3 separate regions of the Mus musculus genome follow, and all the other regions are linked to region 1. Evidence: chromatin contacts called from public Micro-C and promoter capture Hi-C data. All regions are on one chromosome and are shown on one strand. Each heading gives the region's core, a stretch centred on a gene start, on an enhancer-like site or on the middle of the called end of the contact. The rest is flanking DNA. Distances are from core to core; before and after follow the strand shown. Region 1 holds the start of Rgs17 (regulator of G-protein signaling 17). Region 2 holds the start of Cnksr3 (Cnksr family member 3). Region 3 overlaps Cnksr3 (Cnksr family member 3).

Region 1 (3,765 bases), core at 705-3,204:
GTGAGTCTGAATTACCCTTTGGTTAGTTATCCCGGTTAGAGTGCACGCGTTGTATACACCTGCTGTTACTACGACAGACTTCAGACATGCATACGAGGAACTGAAGAGCTTTGCAGTTTGCAAATTCTTTAATACATACAGCATCTAGCAGCTCTGAACCTATGAGAGAAACATCGTCTTCACTGTAGGAGTAAAATTTATTTCTCATTTTGTCAATTAAATGGTTTGCAGAAAGGTTCAACACCCTGAAAACCAGTGTGTCTGAGTGCCGGAAATGCAGATAGAATCCAGTCTCAGAAGTGTTTATCAACTGAGGTTTCTTTTTATCTGTGATAGCCAACCCATGATGGACAGAATCCAGCTGTAACACCCTCCTCCCCCCTAAAAGACAGAAAGAGACAGCTAAAAGCTTGCAAAGTTCTTCAGACAAGACTTAGAAAGATGAATTTACTGAAGGGTCTGTAGGGAGTGGGGCGTGTTGGAAACTCTATGCCCAGAGCCAGGGGCAGGGTTCCTGGGTGACCAGGATCTCCCAAGTGAGCGAGCATTCTCATCTCTCAGTGGAGGAAGAGAACACAGGGTGGTCTTGCGCTAGCATCCTTTAGACCAGGTGACCCCTGCTCAGTCTGTTTTCTGAGTGAGCTGCAAGGACTGCCTGAGACGCACAGCAAGCAGTCTCCTGCTGGCCGGGAGCAGGTCCCCACCCACTGCTCACTGCTCTGTCCTTCCGCCATCCTCAGGTCCTCCGACATTTTCCATTAAGACACAGAGGTAGGATGAAGAGGAAACAACAGGAAAGTGTGTCTGCACCCAGCCTCTGCGGCAGCCAGAGAAAAGAGAGAAGGAGGCAGGCTAGCGAGGAGACAGCTAGAAGCTGTGATCCGTCCATAATCAGGAGAGCCAGATCTCACAGCAAGGGAGTCTGTAATGCACCCAAGCGGGGCAGCGCCTGGGGGCTGGTAGGCGTTCCTGGTCCTCACCCCCTTGGTTGCTGTAAAACAGACCAGGTGCAGAGTACACAAGAACTCGCTTTCTCTGGACTAAAGGGGGTGGGGGAGAAACAAAAGAGACTCTCACCTCTGCACCACACACACACACACACACACACACACACACACACACACACACACACACACACGTACGCGCGCGCGCGCACACACACAGCAGCTGCTCAAGGTATTTGTAAAGACATCACCTGCACCTGAATCTTTATTTTCCCTAAAGGCACCAAAAAATAAAGGGAGAAATGAGACCATCGAGGCAGTCCGCGGCTGAGACCATCTCGATTTATTTTCACCATCGATTCTCTACTAACCAAACAGCTATGAAAAGCCTGGGGACCCCGAACCCCTGAGCGCTCCCCCACCCGCCACCGCAGCACCCTCTCACCTCCTCCAGGTCCCCGAAGGTGCTGAGATTTCTCCCCGCAGAAGCAGGGACACCCGAAGCCGTGACCCGCAGGAGAGCGGTTCAGTCCCTCCACAGAGCCCGGGGACGCGAGTGGACCGGGCCCTGAAGCGGACCACGCGGGATTCAACTTCACGGAGCCGCGGGGCGGTGCTGCCCGCCGAGACCCGCGCGCCCCACTGCTTTATCAGCCAGGGCACAGGCAGCGGGCGCCCCCTCCGCCCTCTCTATCCTACCTCCCCCTCGCCGTGGGGGTGGGGGAGCAAAAGAAGAGAAAAAAAAAATCAAGCCCACCCATCAGTGCAAAGCAGACATTTTCATGTTATTATTTTTATTTTTTTTTATCCTCTCCGGGATTCAGAGGTCGCGTCTTACCGGGTAGACTTAGATGTGGGCGAGAGCTCCGGGGTCCGGGTCCGAGGGTGCTCGAGAGTGGGCTGCTCCGTCCTCTAGCGGAGCAGGCTCCGTGCCATCCGCCCAACTTCAGCACCCGGCGACGGAGAGAGGGAGAGAGGCCAGGATAGAGCAGAGAGGGAGGAGGCTGGGGTGGGCGGGGAGGGAGCGGAGCAGCTTGCAGCGCATGCGTCCGGGAGACAGGCGCAGCCCCTCGCCCCGCGCAGCCGGAGGTGAGGCGTCCTCCCCTCCCGCGGGCGCTCGGATGCGTGAGTCACTGTCGCGTCCCTTCCCGGCGTGCCCGCCCGGCGACAGAGCTCACAGTGTCAGTGTCTCTGTGCCCAGGCGGCTCTGGCGACAGCAGTGGGGGAGGTTCTGCGTTGAGGGTCGGGGTCAGGGGTGCTTCTTGGAGAGAACACACTTTGTGGGAAGGAACCTCCTCCCCCACCCCCCAGTTCACTTTTACCCAAAGCCCATGTATGTTCACCTAGTCCCTGGGACCATGCTTGCAAGCCTCTCAGGCACTCAGGCTCCCTTAGCCTCGGGCTTGCTTCAACCCTCTTGCCTGGGGGATTCAAGAGAAGGTAAAGTTAAGTAAGTTCTAGACTCTGCGTTATTGATGGCTTACCCAGAAATACCCAGGAATCCCTCCAGGCGCTCTCTGGTCTTAGATATGTGTACCCTCTGGGCCACTGGAGCTGGGGTTTTCAGCGAGAGAAACCTAAGGCAGAGCAGGGGTCAAGAACTCTTAGCCTGCCCTTGGTCTTGCAAACTTTATATGCCCCAGTACTACAGGGGAACGCCAGGGCCAAGAAGTGGGAGTGAGTGGGTAGGGGAGCAGGGCGGGGGTCGGGGGGGAGGGTATAGGGACCTTTCGGGATAGCATTTGAAATGTTAATAAAGGAAATATCTAATTAAAAAAAAAAGAAGAACTCTTAGCCCGGTTTGGAAACCTGGGGCCTAAAGCGTCCTTATTGGACCACTTGGCAGTCACAGGAATTGTCAATCTTTCTGCTCACCAGCAGAGCGCAGCTTGGTGGTGAAGGAGCCTAGATGCTTATTGCATGCCAAGTACTAGATTGTGCCTCCTGTGGTTAGGCTGAAGTGTTTCTGAGGGGGAGCGAGGAAAGCAGATATCTTTCTCTTTAGATTTCACATCTGTGGAGATGAGAGAGTTCCCGCGGGAACGACTAGGCTCTTCCCTGACAGCTAATTAGAACTGATTGTTTGTAGATGTCATGACACTCCCCTGCCAGGGGTCCTCCAGTGTGCAAATACTGTTGGCATTCCAGCCCACCTGAGAAAGCCCCACAACTTTCAATTAATATAACTCAGGGTCTTTTTTATTCAGCTACATCTACTGCTTTGGATACTAATACCCTGAAAGTGCACTTTCTTGGAGCCTGTCTACAAACTATTGGTCTGTAATGAGAAATAAATACAGAAGCAGAGTGTGAAATTTGGAAAAATTTCTAGCGATTTACCAGCACCATGGCACCTGGGTGCTTTGCTCAGTTATCCTTGGCAGCTATATTTAAGGGTAATTCATTTTTGTTGTTGGAGATTATGAAAGTTTATCTTAGTCCATTATGGCTGCTCTAACAAATACCACAGAGTGGGTGACTTACAGGCAACAGAAACTAACTTGTCACAATACTGGAGAGTGGAAGGTCTAAGGTCAGATTAAGTCAGATTGGATATTTTATGAGGGGTGGAGTTTATTTTATGACGTATGGACATGCTTTCTCCTCACATGCTGGAACACAAGACAGCCTCTGGGGTGACACTTATGAAGACCACTACACCCACGTATGAGGCTTCATCCACTTGATCTAACCACTTTTAAAGCCAGCACCTCTCACTACAATTACTTTGGGAGTTACACAGGGATTGAAAAAGACAGATGTTCTATAATGTTAGTCTCTGCAACTATCGCCCACGAATATCGGCATCTTTATTCTTAAT
Region 2 (3,765 bases), core at 446-2,945, 1.3 Mb after region 1:
ACCTGGACAGCCCCTTTCCAGTGACCTATATAAGACACTGGCTTGAGAAATGACAGGATGGGGTTTCCATTGTCACAGACGGGTAGGGCAGCTTGAAAGATAATCTGAACACACCAGCATCACTGACTACTCACGTCTACTGAGACGAACAAAAACAAAGGGAGAGAGAGTGCTTAGCCAAGTCTTCACCTGGAAGACCAATGGGGGTTTGGGAGCAGGGGTGGATAACTTGAAACAGATGTTGAAGTGAGGAGGTGGGACCCCTGAGATTCCACTGGTTGATTTCGGTAAACTTTGTACTATTGAAAGAGGTCAAAGAGAGCTGAGTAACTCTAGCAACTATCCCTAGCAATCACGGGAGAGACAAGATAAAGTAACAGGGACCCTTCCACTCCTGCTACACCGTCCAGCACCCACTGAGTTTCCTCTTCCCGAGTACTGTACAGAACCAGACTGTAGTCCAGACACTCGGCTCCCTCTCAGTGCTTAACTGGCCTCAAAACGCTGCGCCCTTGGGGGTCCTGGCGCCTCCAGAGCTGAGTCCCTGCCTCTGCGGGAGTCCTGGCGCTAGGGTCCTCGCAGGCGCGAAAGCCCGTTCGCCCTCTCCAACCCAAACAAACAGGCTGGGCTGGCCGCAGGAGCCTTCGTCTACCTGCCCAACTGCCAGGTCACGCCCGCGAACTGCTCTGGGCCCGCAGCCTTTACTAGATCCAGGGCCAGGGGCAGTCACCCACACAAAGACGCCTTGTGCCTCTGCGCTTGGCTACAGGCAGCAAGTCCACCGTACCCGAACTGGCAGAGAGAGTGCCCTGGCGCCAAATCCCAAGCCCCACATTCCCAGCCAATCTTCCACGGAAAGGCCATCCCATAGCTCCCTGACTTAAATATAGGTGTCCAGTCGGCTGCAGTCAACGCGCACCCCCACCGAAAGAAACCGATCGGAGCAGGCGCACCAGAAAGAGACGCACAAGCCGCTCAGTAGAAGTTTGCTTTGTCGCCGGCAGGAGGGGCAGAGCACTCCAGTGCCCAACTCTTGGCCCGCCCCATCTCCCCGGCTGTAGGGCGCGGGGGTCCTCCACGGCTCGCTCACCTCTAGTCCAGTCCACCACTTGTTTGGGGCTCCACTTGGTCACGGGCTCCATGGTAAGCAGCTTCGCTGTCCGCTGGGCTAGGCAATCGACAGGAGTCCTGCAGCCTGCGCCCGTGGTTGTCCCCTGCGTGTGCCGGGAGTCCGCTCAAGCCTGCATGGCCGCAGTCAGCGGGCCATCGCGCTGCGGTTTCTGCGAGGGAAGCGCGGCCCTGGGTCTCTGCGCACGGGACAGCTATGTCCCGTACGGCTGCTCCCCGCAGCTACCGCTGTCCAGATGCAGTTCCCCCGACGCCGCTCTCTGCTACAGCTGCTTCTCCGCAACCACCGCAGCAGCGGGAGCAGGTTGCAACCTCAAACCCCAGGCCGGGGCTGCCCTGGCGTGGGACTCTTCTGGCCGGGAACTTCTAGGTCGGCTGGCCCTCCGCGGCTCCTGCGAGCGGTGTCCGTCCCCGAGGTCCCCACTCCGCGTGCGCCCCCGCCTCGAGCCTTCCCGCCAGTGGGTCCCACCTCCTGCGCCACCGTCGCGGGCCGCCCGGGCGGAGGAAAAAAGCGGAGCGTGCGCGCTCGGGTTGCAAAGTTTCTGCTCCGCTCGGCGCTGCCGGAATAAGAGAGGGGGCGGGGCGGAGCGGGAGCAACACGTGAGAGGGGCGGGGCCGCGATGACGTAGACTCCGGTTTCTTTCCCTCCTACGTCCCAGCTCCGGACGCCAGGGATCTACTTTTCCTCTTCAAGGGGTGGGCTGGAGCTGCAGCCTGAGTCCTGGAGAGCCGCTTGGCTCCGAAGAGGTCCCAGCTTAGTGGCAGCTGAATCCTGTAAACAGGTTTTTTTGTCTTTGTGTGTTGGTTTGAGATGTGTCTGTTCTCGTTTTTAAAAGCTTCGAGTCGCAATCTCGCCTTAGCTATTCAGCCTTTTAAGTTTCCTAAAGTAGGCCAGTTGTGTGTGTTTTGGACAAATGGATGGCGGTGTGCCACTGCTCCAAGGCCGCTACAGTGTATCAACTCTTCGGTTTAATAACACCAGAATGGCAGCTCTTTGAGTTGTGTTTTGACATAATGTAATAGTCATATTTTCAAAATGACCTAACGCTCGATTCAGATTAGTCATTAACCCTGAGGCGAAAGTTGTCAGCGAGCCAAAAAAGAAAAGAAAAAAAGAGAGAACCTTGCCTAGTTCAGCCTCTGACAGGGAGAGGAAAGCCCTTTCTGTACTACAAGCCTCAATTTGGAAGCAGAGCGCGGGTCTGGGGAAAACCCTATAACCGGTGTTTACCTCCCTCCCACACACATGCAGACACTCTTTTGGCCCTAGTGAAGTCTTCTTTCAATTATAGTTATTGATTTCCATCTTCCCCTGAGCAACTATTAACCCTATCCAAGGAGGAAGCTGCTTGTTATTGGGGTATATTGAGCTGGATCTGATCTTCCCCTTCCAACTACTTATCTTCTGAAGTAAGGGAGTGGCTAGTGTTTATTGATTCAGTAAATACCCGCAGTTGCTTTCCCTGCACCAACCACTGCGTTCATATTTCCTCTGTTAGGATAGCTGCTCTCTATTACACGTGAGAATCACTGCTAGCACCCAGCTATCTGTTGTATAGTGAGTGTTTTGGGTGTACAGCGTACACACTGTCTTAGCCTTCCTGAGCAATTCGTCTATGCAATGGAGAGGTACAACTATCAAAAATAGCGATTTTTTTTTTTTAACCAAGAGTAATTACCCAACCCAGAAACTTGACACCGGCCATGAGAAAATTCCTGGTAGAGTAGCTGCCCTCTTTTTAAGAAATGATCTTTGACATCTGTCTTTCCTTAACCATCTTGACCTCTGCACAGTGGGAACTGTGCCTACAGTTTCGAAAATAGCTATATGATTAGATGACCAAGCAAGTAATTCATCTATAAACAGTGCTGCCTTCCAAAGGGGACACAGTAGTAACGAAGTTGAAAGACGATGAATCTGGCTGCATAACCCCTGGAATCACAAAGAGGAGCAAATGCTATCAAATGCTTTCGCTGTAGAATTTTCCTTGATGTTTGACAATGTTCTCTTGTTCCTTTGCATCTGTTGCATTAAAAGCTGGAGTTCCAGAGTCCAGTTTGCTGAATTTCATCCCACAGATAACACAATCTATACTCGGCGCATAAGCAGAATATGCAAAGAAAGCCAAGTTAAAAATCTCTGACCAATTAACTATCTAAATGAATTAGCAACATGTTTACTCCTCCAGTCCTGCAGGCTAATTGCTATGTAAATAAGGCCTTCTACCTTAATTATAGCTGTTAGCCTGTGAAAGTTCTAGGGTGTGCTGACTGCCAGCCCAGATGTAAACTTTACATAGAAAGTTTGGCACATCAAAGAGGAGGGATTTTTAGATAAGCAGCTATGGAAATTGGTGTATATGCAAAAGCGATCAGTTATACACTTGCCAGTTTTCTTCCTGCTTGTCCCTGGTGGTGTGGTTCCTTGGTACCCACACTCTTCAGCAGGGGCACCCTTCCTCCTTTCTGCCTTGATGCTGCCAGGGCTCCTCCAACATTAGGAAATGGACAAAGCTTTTGACTGAATTTGATATGTTACAGTGTGGATACAAGAACCCAGTCTTCTGTGTTTCCTTGCATCTCCTTTTCTTGGCCAGCCGCCTTGCGTGTTTAGGTCATTTATTCAATCAACAAAAT
Region 3 (3,765 bases), core at 562-3,061, 1.2 Mb after region 1:
ACATGCATACCCAGCTCTCTGCCCTGCAAAGACCTATGAAGGGCTTGGCCCTCCAAAGAGAACCACAGGGGTTTGCCATCAGCGTTATGATGGTTCGATGAGAAATGCCAACACGTCTCCACTGCCAACTTATGTACTGACTGTGTATCCTCAGTGGCTGCACTGTGCTGAGAGCCTTTGGGAAGTGAGGCCTGACTAGAAGACACTTCTCACAATGGGTGGTCCTCTGCAGGCCATACCCACTCGCTCTTACTGTAAACATGGCTCGAAGCATCGAAGCATCGAGCAAGGGCCGCCCCACAACTTGAGTGCTGTACTGTCTTAACTCTTCTTTCTCTTCTGGGTTAGTTATGCTCGCCCTTTTGAGTTAATCCTCAGGACACAGGAAGAACATAGACAAATTCTTCACCAACGTGTAACCTAAGTAGCCCATAGCAAGGGATAAGGCAAAACAAAGACTTGAAAAAGATGAGCATCTGTTTGTAGCTACAGACAGAGCCTCCCTGGTTATTAGACAATCCACAAAATGAAGCCACACACTGTTCCCTGGGGTGATGAAGTACCTTGAGATGTTCTCAAGGTACACTGACCTCCCCATCAAAGGCTTTGGGGTATCAAGCTGAAAACCCATTTTAAGAACTGTCCTTTAAAAGAAAATATAAGCTTGTGAAATGGTTCAGTGTGTGTGGACACTTACTATCAAGTTCAATTCCTGAAACCCACGTGGTGGAATTAAAAAACCAACTCCTCGAAGTTGCCCTCTAGTCTCAACAACCATTCTGGCACCTATGTATTTACACACACACACACACACACACACACACACACACTCATACAACACACACAAATGCACAAGCATGCATACAGCACACACTCACACACAAACATCACACACACAAGCACACACACTCTCACACACCACAAACAAAAAACACAAACACACACAAGCATGCATGCACTCTCACACACCACACACAGACACCACACACATGCACACATCAGACACATACATACATATATACACACTTGTGCACACCACAGACAGATACCACAAACATGAACACACTTGCACACACACACACACACATATAGAGAAACACACATCTGCACATGTACACATACATGTACAATTTTAAGTTAGCTTGCCTAGGATAACAGTTTCCTAGTACTCAGAAGTGGCTGCAACTGGGGTCCAATCAGAGCAAGATACTTCTCCAGCTGCAGGGGAACTCACTGTTATCCATATGGCTCATAGCACACATGAATTAAAGGGTCATGATGGTTTACCCACAGGTTTTTTTTGTTTTGTTTTTTAAAGGAAAGGCCATGAGGCTAACCAGTGTATAATGTAATAGAATAAGTGGAGCTAAGAATGTGGAACCTAAGTTGTAGTGGAAACCCCAGAAAGTTGAAGATCATCTGCCAAGGAAGACTGCAGATACCAAACAGAGCCACTCTAAGAGATGCCACGTGCCTGCAATCAGAGCAGGGGTATGGAGCAAGATGGCCAAGCCCTCTGAAGCATGTATTACGTTACTATGCTACTGAGGTGTTATATGTGGAGTTAGACATGCTTTGCCTGGCTAGGTTTTAGTCTTGTGCTGTTCTGGAATGTGTATGCTGCAATTGAATACTAAAAGGGCATAACTTCCCTTTTGACTTCAATAGAGGCTCACAGAGTTGTCCTTGAATCTCAGAATACTTTGAACTTCCCAACAGTACCAAAACTACTAAGATGATGGGCTGGCGTGGATGCCTTGTGTATTATAAGGTGGAAGCGAGCCTTAGGAAAACAGGGATGGAATGTTGTGGTAAGACTGCGCAATGTTCCCCAGGGGTTTGTGTTCTTAGTAATAGTGCCCCAGCTTCTGCTGCTGCTTTGAGGAACTGTGGGAGCTTTAAGAGGCGGGACCCAGCTGACAAGAGGTCATTTGGGGTAAGCTTTGGAAGGGTACAGTCCAGCTCCTGGTTCCAGCTGCTCTCTGCTTCCTGGTCTATCACCAGGTAAGCATGCTTCCACCTCAGCCTCCTCCTGCCTCAGGTCAGAGCCTTTCTGCCACACTTTCCTCACATGACACCTGAAACTGTGATCCAAATAAACATTTCTCTAAAGTTGTTTCTGTAAGAGTTTTCAGTAATATGACATGAAGTGGCTAATATATTCAGGTTCCTTCAACGACCAAGAGGTAACACAATGGCCCAGCAGAATAGGAGAGCCGGAATGCTTTACCTTTATATTTGCATAACTCTACTTAAAATAATAAACCAAAGATGGAAAAAAATGTGTTTCTATCATTGCTTAGATGGCTCCTAGTGATATTCTGCACACTGCCTTGTTCAACCATTATCAGGAAAGCCTCCTCCTGTGCAGATGGGAAGAAGTATAGAGATCCACAACCAGGCACTGACTACACAGAAAGTAAGGACCCTGGAACACTCAGCGCTAAGTGGGATGTCTGCATAAAATCCCTCCCCTCAGAAATCAGGATCCCTGCAGAAGAGGAGGCAGAAAGAGGGTAAGAGCCAGAGGGATGGAGGACACCAAGAAAGCAACGTGCTCTAAGCCAATGTGATTGACACAGACGGAGGCAGCAAGCTCAGGGCCTGCACCAGGTCCTCTGCGTTTATATTATGGCTTCTACTTTAGTGTTTTTATGGTATTCCTGAGTGTGCAAAAGAGTGGCTCTCTGATCCTCGTGCCTTCTCTTGGGCTCTTTTCCTTCTGTTGGTTTGTCTTATCCAACTTCAATGTGGTAATTTTTTTTCAATCTTACATTTAATTTTTTCAAATGGAAGGAAGGAAGGAAGGAAGGAAGGAAGGAAGGAAGGAAGGAAGGAAGGAAGGAAAGAAGGAAGGAAGGAAGAAATGAAGGAAGAAATGAAGGAAGGAAGGAAGGAAGGAAGGAAGGAAGGAAGGAAGGAAGGAAGGGGGATTGGAGAGATGGTTCAGCTATTAAGACCACTATCTGCTCTTCCAGAGGTCCTGAGTTCAATACCCAGCAACCACATGGTGGCTCAGAACCATCTATTCTGGAATCTGATGCCCTCTTCTGGCATGCACGTGTACATACAGATAAAACACTCATACATAAAATAAATATGTAGCTGAGGATGACCTAGTCAGCCATCAATGGGAAGAGAGGCCCTTGGTCTTGTGAAGATCATATGCCCCAGTACAGGGAAATGCCAGGGCCAGGAAGCAGGAGTGGGTGGGTTGGGGAGCAGGGTTGGGGGAGGGTATAGGGAGCTTTGGGGATAGCATTTGAAATGTAAGTGAAGAAAATATCTAATAAAAAAAGAGTAAAAAAAAAAAATCATGAAAAAAAAAAAAAAGAAAGGAAGGAAAGAAGGGCGGACGGAAGGAAGGAACCCAGGCACTAGGGTAAAAGTTAACAACTAAACTGTCACTTCTACCTGCTGGGAAATGAAAAATCAGTTTTCTTCAACTGGATGATGCTGGCTCTATCAACCACTGTAGCACAGGCCTAACGTCAGGAATGGTTGACTCACATCTAACAGACACCACAGCTTCTCTACGCCTGCTTTTCACTTGATATGCAGACAGCACAGTTTCCTACGCGTGCTTTTCACTTGGTTAGTTTGGTGCTGTTTTGGTTTTCCCTGTTGAGTATGGTTTTATTTTTGTTTTTCTTAGCTGGGAGGGGGGTTTATATTAGGTTTCTGGTTTTTGAGAAAGAATTTAAACCTGGGTGGGTAGGAGGCAGGAGAAGATCTGGAAGGATATGGGGGAGGGAAAGGGTTTGG

The links. Promoter capture Hi-C pulls out the DNA fragments that hold promoters and counts their contacts. Hi-C and Micro-C count contacts between places; a contact is called where the count stands out from the background.
Region 2: a Micro-C map of palatal mesenchyme shows a contact between it and region 1, with 4 times the contacts expected there. The contact joins the promoter of Cnksr3 here to the promoter of Rgs17 in region 1. A contact is called at or near these places in 3 of 39 promoter capture datasets (cranial neural crest, embryonic stem cells and hippocampal neurons), 3 of 484 Hi-C or Micro-C datasets (Sertoli cells, embryonic stem cells and palatal mesenchyme) and 5 of 115 datasets of contacts at active chromatin or transcription factors (astrocytes, embryonic forebrain, large pre-B cells and 2 more).
Region 3: a contact with region 1 is called in a promoter capture Hi-C map of the 3T3-L1 cell line, with 4 times the contacts expected there. The contact joins the enhancer-like site here to the promoter of Rgs17 in region 1. A contact is called at or near these places in 4 of 39 promoter capture datasets (the 3T3-L1 cell line, embryonic stem cells, hippocampal neurons and 1 more), 1 of 484 Hi-C or Micro-C datasets (cortical neurons) and 2 of 115 datasets of contacts at active chromatin or transcription factors (astrocytes and embryonic forebrain).

The regions. Positions count from the first base shown.
Region 1 is chr10:5,920,446-5,924,210 of GRCm38.p6, forward strand. Rgs17 (regulator of G-protein signaling 17) reads right to left here and starts at 1,955. Exons shown (of 5, transcript NM_019958.4): 1 at 1,783-1,955.
Region 2 is chr10:7,210,542-7,214,306 of GRCm38.p6, forward strand. It overlaps Cnksr3 (Cnksr family member 3), which reads right to left and starts at 1,696. Exons shown (of 13, transcript NM_172546.2): 1 at 1,091-1,696. The coding sequence starts at 1,142.
Region 3 is chr10:7,120,655-7,124,419 of GRCm38.p6, forward strand. All of the region lies in intron 12 of Cnksr3 (Cnksr family member 3), which reads right to left. Among named protein-coding and RNA genes, the nearest start is that of Cnksr3, 90 kb to the right of the region's middle. Within about 2 kb of position 1,812, at least 25 of the 459 cell types and tissues checked have an H3K27ac peak or open chromatin away from gene starts, as enhancers often do.